Regions from separate parts of the Drosophila melanogaster genome. Here region 2 is linked to region 1. Evidence: chromatin contacts called from public Hi-C data. All regions are on one chromosome and are shown on one strand. The core of a region is the stretch at or near the end of the contact, and the rest is flanking DNA. Distances in the headings are between cores, read along the strand shown.

Region 1 (4,068 bases), core at 1,387-3,886:
GTTGGAGAGGTGTGAAATTGCAGAAAAGCTGGAGACTTTCAAGTCCAAGGAGGCAGATATCAAAGAAGCTCTGCACTGTGCCCAGCTCAGGCTTCATGCCTACGATAAGCTGGTGTGCGAGTACGAGCGGCTAAAAGGCTGTCTTTCGGATTCAAATAAGTTGTCGGAAAATCTGCAGAAGAAAGTGGAGCGTTTGCATGCTGAACAGCTTGCTTTACAAGAAGGAATTTCCGGCCGAGATTCAGAGATTAAACAGCTTCGCTCTGAGCTCAAGGACGCCATTGATGAAAATAAAACAGTGAGAGAAGCAAAAGTAGGCCTGGAAAATAGTCTTAAAGCAGTACAGGAAAATATGTCTGCCCAGGAAGGTCAGTTTAAACAAAAGATTGCTGATATTAAGGGTTCAGTAGACGAGCTTCAGATTAAACTAAAATCTCTGCAAGAAGTAAGAGACCATCTAGAGTCTAGAAATGAAGAGCTTAAAAGAAAGCTAAAAGATGCTCAGGAACTACAGAACATGGTGGATAAGGAGCGAAAGCTCAATTCCTCTCTACGAGAAGATTTTGACAAACTGGAACAAACCAAACTCGATCTCGAAGAGCAGCTTCGAGCCAAGAAAGTAGAAATCGATCGCCGATCCAAGGAGCTTGGCGAAGTGACCAAGGATTGCGAAAATATACGATCCGATCTGGTAAGTTTTATTTATTTAACGCCTTCACTTTTGTATTCTATTATATTTTATTCTATACCAGGAAGCTCAAACTAATGATTTCCTAAAAGAAAGGGAAACTTTGAACTTGACTATATCCGATCTTCGGTTGCATAATGAGCAATTGCTAGAAACCTCGAAAAATTATCTATCAGACATAACAGCAGCAAATAATTTAAATCTCGAAATGAAGAAGAATCTTCACGATCTCACAAAAGAGTGCAAGAGCTTACGTTCCGATCTGGTAATAATTAATCTGGTAATCTATCTGGTTGATTACAATATAGGTAATTAAAATTTTTCAGCAATCCAAAGAAGAATATTTCCAAACGCAAAAGCAACTGTTGGATGAAACAATTTCTAATCTAAAGGAGGAAAACCGCAAGATGGAGGAAAAGTTGAGTTCGGGTAACAAGGCGCTCAAAGAGGATTGCGAAAAGCTCCGTTCAACATTGGTAATATTAGACTTGTCTTTGTAGGTTATTCGGTCGCTAATGAAATATTTATTTAGGAATCAAAGGAACTTATACTGCAACAGAATAAACAAGAGTTAGAGGAAAGGCTGACTGTTATTAATGAGAAGAATGGGAAAAACGCACTACTTGACGCCCAGTTGAAATCCAATGAAACCGCCTTTACATCACTGCGAAAGGCATGGATTAAGCAAAGTTTAGCCATAGAAGCGGCCAATAAAAGAAGCCTCGAGATGGAACAGAAGGTTGATAAACGTACGAGGGAGTACGAAGAACTACGATCAACTCTGGTAGAATAATTGCAATCAAAGGCTCTTATAAAATAGCTTAATGTTTTCTCTTTAAATCGCCTAGAAAACCAGGGAAATCAACTTTCGATCGGAGAAGGAACGCATGGACGGCACCATCTCTAGCCTGTTAGAAGACAAGCGTAATCTTGAGGAGAAGTTGTGCACAGTCACCGAGCTCCTGGCTAAGCTAAAGCGCGAACTGCCGGCTTTACACACGCAAAAAGTGAACGGAGGCGATGTGTCCATTGAGTTGAATTCCTCGAATGGATCGCCGACTCCTGCAGCTGTTCCAGCAACAAAGAAGCCCCTGGACTGCAATTCCGCTGAATGTGTGCCAAAGGTACGTATGATCTTCTAAATTTCAAGCATGTAATATTTTTTTTATTTCTCTCGTAAAGAAATCCAGCAGCCTAGAGACTGCGGAGCGGAAGAATCGACGGATGACGGCCTACGATGAGAACCGTAAGCAGTTTTGCTGAAACGACTTACGTGACGGCGGAACTACGACCGTTCCTTTAGGTAAGTTAAGGTTTGCTTGGCCGCGAAATCGTCTAAACTTTATGTGGTTTTAACTAATATTGCAGGTGGCAATTGCCACTGCGAGCAGCGGAGCTGCAAACAAAGACTGAGTTCGGACTGGAGGCAAAACGTTGAGTTCAACGATGATAAAAAAGATGATTAATGTTATCCAAGTATTAGGGATTTCTTTTGTTAGGTGTTATCTTGCAAACGGTGGAATTCCACATCATAAAGTTTTCTATTTATATTTACGCCCTAAGTATTTGTCAAATACTATCAATACAAAAATTACAAAAACAATCGTGATCGTAGTATTTAAATTTAAATCTGTATTATGCTGGTTTTTGTTTAATAGTTAAATTCGATAAATAGTTAAATATTGTTAATTAAGAAATGTTTCCTTCATCATGTGTAATAATATTTGGTTCATATGTATAGCATTGAATAAACTATTTACATTTTCTTAATGTTAAAATCAGATTCGCATAAGTTGCTGGTTCTAATAATAAAAGACATAAATTACTTAAATGTAAATCTAAATAAGCATAACGCTTCTTGTTTGAATTCCCGATTGCACCAATCGATAAGTCGATAGTAGCGCAAATACATATTCTAGTGTTGTGCATTGGAAAATTGACGGCCGCTTGAGTGTTGTGTACGGCGTCAGTGTTGAATAGCTGCGGACGCAAAACTACGTAAAATTACGACAAAAAAACAGCGCCCCGCGAAAAAAGGCCATGAACTCGGCAATCAAGGTAGGTTCAGCCGCTCCACCACATCCGCCGGCAGCTCCGACCGCGTTGATCCCGTCGCCAGCGCCTCCGCGCGTTGCAAGCGAGAAAAAGGCGGCGCGGGAGAGAGTCGAGAGTCATTCGTTTGTCTCACTCCTGCGAGTGGGAAATTTGTTGTTCCACCGTGAGTGGGCCGGCGGGCGGTGGGCAGGGGCGGTGCGTTTGTTTTGAATTTGCACGCGGTAACAACAAACTGACTCCGGATGCAAATCCGCATGCACTTGCAGGTGGGGGAGATATTCACGGCCGCCGGACAGGCGTTCAGCAGACTGGGCGATCTAACCATGCAGCTGCATCCCAATGCGGAGTCGCCATCGGGGTAAGTTGATTCTATGCGGTGGAGTCGCGAGTTTTGTGGACACTAATCGGAGTGTTTCTGTGTGCCTTGTTCCCTCGCCACGGCTGCAGGAAGTGGACGGACGAGGAGATCGACATGCTGCACTCGTCCATAATGCGCTTCTCCGACGACCTGACCAAGATCAGCCTAAGCATCAAGAACCGCACCGTGTAAGTGATCCTGTGCTCCTGGCGAGGGAACCGGCTGCCCAGTGTGTACGTGCTAGTTTTAATTGACCTTCCCCATTGCAGTTCTCAGATCCGCCAGGCGCTGAAGAAGAAGGCCTTCGAGGACGCCGGCATTCCCGCCAAGCAAGTGCCCGTCCAGCAGGTGCAACACGTTCTCCAGACGCTGCCACAACAGCAGCCGCAGCAGCCCCTTCAGCAGCCACCTCCTCAAGTATTCAAGTCACAGCCAATCGTGCAGCACGTACAGCTGGTGGCGCAGCCAAAGCAGATCATCCTGCATCCACAGTCTAATACAACTACGACGGGCACGACGGTGACTGTTAAGCAGTACCAGCAGATGCAGAAGGCTGCGGCATTAGCGGCAGCCCAGGCTGCAGCCTCGACGGCCAACAACACGCCCACCATCACGGAGAACATCATTATCCAGCAGCCCACTTCGACTACGGCGACAGTGGTGCAGCAGCCACATATGGTGTCCACCTGCTCGTCGACGCAGATCGTGGTGCCCGTTGTGTCGGCAGTGTCCACTGTTCCAACAGTACTCTCGCCCACGGTGGTGATTGCCGACGATGTGGTTAGCACCTCCAATCCTCCAGCGGCAGCGGCGACAGTAGGATCGCCAGCAGGGGCGCCAGCAGGCTTAAAGTGCGGACCAGACGTGTCCATGACCCTCAATCGCATCAATGTCCAGGAGAACGAGGTGGACGTGGAGGAGTGCCTGCCCGCAGAGGTGGTCAAGCTGGATTTTGTCAGCGAGGAGG
Region 2 (4,539 bases), core at 731-3,230, 8.2 Mb after region 1:
ACCACGGCACCATATTTGAAAGCTATTGAAATCGGATTGTAAAGCTAAATGGGAAGAATTTTCATTATACTGGAGGCATAATTTACCATACGATGCGTACATAAGTACAAGCGAATGTTTCATTGCTCACTAGGAGAATACGAGATAGAAAATTTTCAAAGAGTACCCGGATGCGTCCTTTAAGTTCAGATAACTTAAAATCCTTTTTAGAAGATCAACAGATAAACCTAATAAATCAAGTTTGCTTACTAGAAGAGAATTATTTATAAAGACAAATGCTTTACTAAAGTCAGTGTAGATGACACCTGTTTGAATATTATTTCTGAAGCCCTGTATTACGAAGGAAGTTAGCTCCAAAAGGTTATTGGTTGTTTATCTGCGTTTCTGCTGACATGGTGATATAATTGACCTACAAAGGCGCTGCAAATGAGTAGTGATAACATTTTCAAAAACCTTTGGAATAGCCGACAATTTAGAGATTCCTCTGTAAAATCCATTTCCGACTTAATTTTGAATGCATTTTTGTTTAGTATTATTTTAAACTTTCAACACCTAAACACTTTTGTCTAAATAATTAAATAATATTGGCAAATTTACCTAATCAACAGGGCCAGCCATGTTGCAGGTATACAAATATCTGAACTACTATTGCATTGCACACTTATGGCTTTGCCAACCCACCCCCGAAACCTTAGTGCATATCTACCTCCAGTGCTGTTCCTGGCCGACCTTCGTCGCTGCTCGGTGACGCGAATGGTTTCCTGCTCCTCGCTGTCCAGGCTGGATAGGCTGACGCTCTTGTTGGTGCAGTCGCCAGCGCCGCTGCCATCGTCCACGGCTGTCCAGGATTTCCGGCGGTCTGTGTGAAGAAACTGGCACTGCTGCGGTGCCGTGGAAGACCACATGGCGTAGTTGGAGCCACCGGACGCGGGACCCGTGCCCGTCCCCGTAAGATCGGGCAGCGAAGTACTCAGTATAGCTGCGCTGAGCAGTCCATGATTGGCCAAGCTGCCGTCCTGCATGTGCTGGCTAGGCGAGGAGGAGTTCTTCATCTGGACGACCGTTTCGCGGATGTTCTGCAGCTGGCTCAGCGTGTCCTCGAATATGTTGTTGTACTTGGAGGCCAGGGCGGGACTGTGTGGCGTCACATTTATGGTGGGTATCATGTTGTTGTTATTGATGGTGTTGCTGGCAGGATTAGATGCTGGTGGCGGAGCAATGGGGGCGCGCGCTGGACCAGGAACGGGTGCGTTTATTACGGGTATGCAATAGTTCTGGCTTTCGATGGAGGCGCCTCGGTTGGTAGAGCCACCATTAACCAGCGCTTCCGAGGACTCGCTGCAGTTGGAGTTCAGAAAATCGGTGACCACATCATTGTCGCTGTCCTCGCCCGCGTTGTCCATAATAGGGTCTACTGAATTCTCTGCGTTTTGGGCCAATTTCCTTTGTTTAGCGACTGTGTTCTATTTTACAGCTGGCTGCCTAGAAAAAGAAAGTTTCAGTATACAACGCACACACACTCAACCGCGACGGGCACCATACATGCATATATGTGTGTACATACGTACATATACACTTGTGTATGCACTTGCTTTTTGCTATTTATTGATTTTCCCGCCACCCCCGAAAACACCTTGTTGCGCGACGTAAATTGTTGCGCCTTTTTCGAAGGACGTCACTTGTCCTTGCACCAACAACAACCACAATAACAGCAGCCACACAACAGCAGTGGAAGCAACAACAGCAACAACAACGGCAGCTCAGCAGCATCAACAGCAGTGCGTGGGCGAGGGGAATGCGTGAGTTTTAAACGATAAATTCGAACGGGTGCTTCGCGTGCGGGAAAGGGAATACTGGCCGTTGCACTTAACCGAAAACTAAACGGAATCTTAAGCTAGTGAGATTTCTGCCAGCGTTTTAAAATTTAAATGCGATTCGAGCTGGGGTTGGAACTTATATCGATGCTTACCCGATACTATCGCCAGCAGTCGGGCAGTGTGACCATGACGGCGGCACACTTTACATTTAACAGCGCTGTCGCTAACATAACCAGTGCTGAAAAGAAGCGCCCAACCATTCCGATTCCGATTAACAACACTACATTTGAATTCAAATTTAATCCTAACTATGTAACGGAAATCAAAATATAATTAAAACAGAAGAACTTTTGTCTTTATTCGACGAACATTTATTGAAAGTAAAATGATGGCCGTGCGATACAGTACAGGGCTACAGTTACGCTACAGTTACAATTGAATCGCAAGAATGGCGTTACTAGTTGGTAAACGCGTGACTGTGCGCCTGGAATGTGCATTAGTTAGTAGGTAGTAATATGTATTAGTATCACTCTGAAGCAACCGGCAATCCGAATCGCTCTAGCCCATGGTGGTGGCCAGGTGCTTGTTGGTGGCCACGGATCCGGATCCTCCGCCGCCGCCTCCTCCTCCTCCTCCTCCTCCGCCGACAGGACCCTCGTTTGTCACGCACGTGGGAATGGCACTGGACCACTTGCCGTTCTTAAGGCACTTGAGCACCTTGGAGCCGCGCAGATCCAGTCCGGCATCGCAAGTGAACGTGATGCTCTCGCCGATGGCGTAGTAGAACTTGACGGAGGACATCCTGCCGCTGATGACGGTGCCCGGATACGAGCAGGCCTGCACGCACTTGGGCAGCCCGCCAGACCACCTGGCATTATCCTGGCAGGCAATGATCGGCTGGCCCTGCATCATGTACTCGGGATTGCAATTGAACTGGACCACGTCGCCGGCACGATAAGGTGCTGAGCCCTGGGCGTAACCATTTTGCGGCGCCCCCGGATTGTCGCACTGCACCTCGACGCAGGTGGGCAGCGGCGCTGACCACTCGCCCGTCGGATTGCAGATCGCCTCCGCCGGACCACGCAGCCCGTAACCGGAGGCGCACGAGAAGGCCGCCCGGCCGCCCACCTCGCGCGACAGCACGGACACACGGGGCGAGCTCGCGTTGCTGCCCATTCCCAGCGGGATGTCGCCGCACTCGACGCTCTCGCAGACCGGCAACGGTGCGCTCCAATTGCCACTCGGTAGGCAGAACAGCTCCGAGGCGCCAATCAAGGAGTTCCCGTTAGCGCAGGACAGCAGCGCCCGCGTGCTCAGCTTAGTATCGTTGGTGTTCACGATCAGGCCGCGTCGCATCGGTATCTCCGGGCAGTTGATGGCCCGCACCACCACCTCCACGGTGTGCTCATGCCGAGCTGGGGTCATGCACGAATAGAACCCGGAGTCGTCGCTGGCCGCATCCACAATGCTCAGCCGGTATTCCAGTGTAGAGTCGCGGCCCTCATCCGCTTCGGTTACCCAGCCCTCTGTGTAGTTCCTGCAAGACGCAGAGATTCATTAGTGGAGTTTACCACATGGAGGACGGTTTCCCAAAGGTATCTCCCATTAACCAGGTTCAAATATGTTTAGATTGTTTTGAGTACCTATAAAATAAAAGGTGTAGATAAGAGAAGGGCTATTCCAAGAGATTCCCAGAACCAGACCCTGCTGATCATTGCCTTTTATAGTATAAATAACCCTTAAAGAAATAAAAATAAATGTTTATAAGAAATCCCTAAAGTCAAACGATCTAATGATCAATTCAAATACCTAATTGCTGCTTTTAAAAATTTAACCTATAGTCCAATAACGAGATACACCATACACATTAATTTGAAGTTCAGACGCAAATAATTTATGAACATACCCCTTGCTGAAATTAATTAGCAACTTTAAAGTTATTTTAGCGTGCCTAACCACCCGATACCCACTTGTGCGTGTGACTGACGTTCCACTTGGGATTCCCGAAGCGACGCATCCACAGGCACTCCATGTGCAGAGTGGTTCCCGGATAGACAATCAGCTTGCCATCGTTGCTCTGGGCGATGGGTCCGTTCTGGTGGCGGAAGAGGATGGTCGGTGCCTTCTCCACTGGATTTGAGCTCAAGTCAGATTAACTATCCCGCACTCGGATATTGGATACCTACTCGCATAGTCGTTCTCCTGGTTTAGGCCGGAACATACGGGCTTGGTGTTGGTCCATTCCGAGTGGATGCAGGTCCTCTCGTGGCTGCCCATGAACGAGAACTTTCCGATGTCCATACATCTGAGAGTAAGTATAAGTAAGTATCACAATTGAACAAAGTCTGTTTATGCTCAATGCCTCACCTCGATATGATGGTGGCTCCTGGGGGAAAGTCCACCACGTCTTCTCGGATCTCCAGGTCGTTGTAGAAACTAACCACATTAGCCTCATTGTTTCTGAACACACACGTTCCGTTTTCTAAAAAGATTAGGGATTAGGGATAATTAAAGAGGTGCTTTTCCATGCTATCTATGTATCATACGGACTGACATATGAATGGACATAATTTGAGTAATAATTTAGTTTGCTACTCTAATGTAATTTAGCTTTATTTAAAACTCACCACAATTATAGGATCGCCCTATCCACAGTCCATTGTCGCATATGATGCGCCACGTTTGCCGATCCCCAGCCGCATTTGGGATGCAGTTAAAGAAG

The links. A called contact is a pair of places that touch in the nucleus more often than the background predicts.
Region 2: a Hi-C map of the Kc167 cell line shows a contact between it and region 1, with 5 times the contacts expected there. The contact joins the promoter of cyst here to the promoter of CG33695 in region 1. A contact is called at or near these places in 3 of 107 Hi-C or Micro-C datasets (the D17-c3 cell line, the Kc167 cell line and eye imaginal disc).

Annotation. Positions count from the first base shown.
Region 1 is chr2L:11,275,385-11,279,452 of dm6, forward strand. CG33695 reads left to right here and starts at 2,637. Exons shown (of 3, transcript NM_001032079.2): 1 at 2,637-2,746; 2 at 3,010-3,101; 3 at 3,371-4,068. The coding sequence starts at 2,729. cana (CENP-ana) reads left to right here. Exons shown (of 11, transcript NM_001032076.2): 5 at 1-691; 6 at 753-953; 7 at 1,015-1,164; 8 at 1,221-1,472; 9 at 1,537-1,812; 10 at 1,871-1,991; 11 at 2,057-2,462. The coding sequence ends at 1,951.
Region 2 is chr2L:19,506,784-19,511,322 of dm6, forward strand. cyst (cysts) reads right to left here and starts at 1,981. Exons shown (of 2, transcript NM_165305.5): 1 at 707-1,981. The coding sequence starts at 1,403. It overlaps Hasp (Hig-anchoring scaffold protein), which reads right to left. Exons shown (of 17, transcript NM_136134.7): 13 at 4,445-4,539; 14 at 4,185-4,299; 15 at 4,004-4,122; 16 at 3,788-3,947; 17 at 2,170-3,354. The coding sequence ends at 2,376.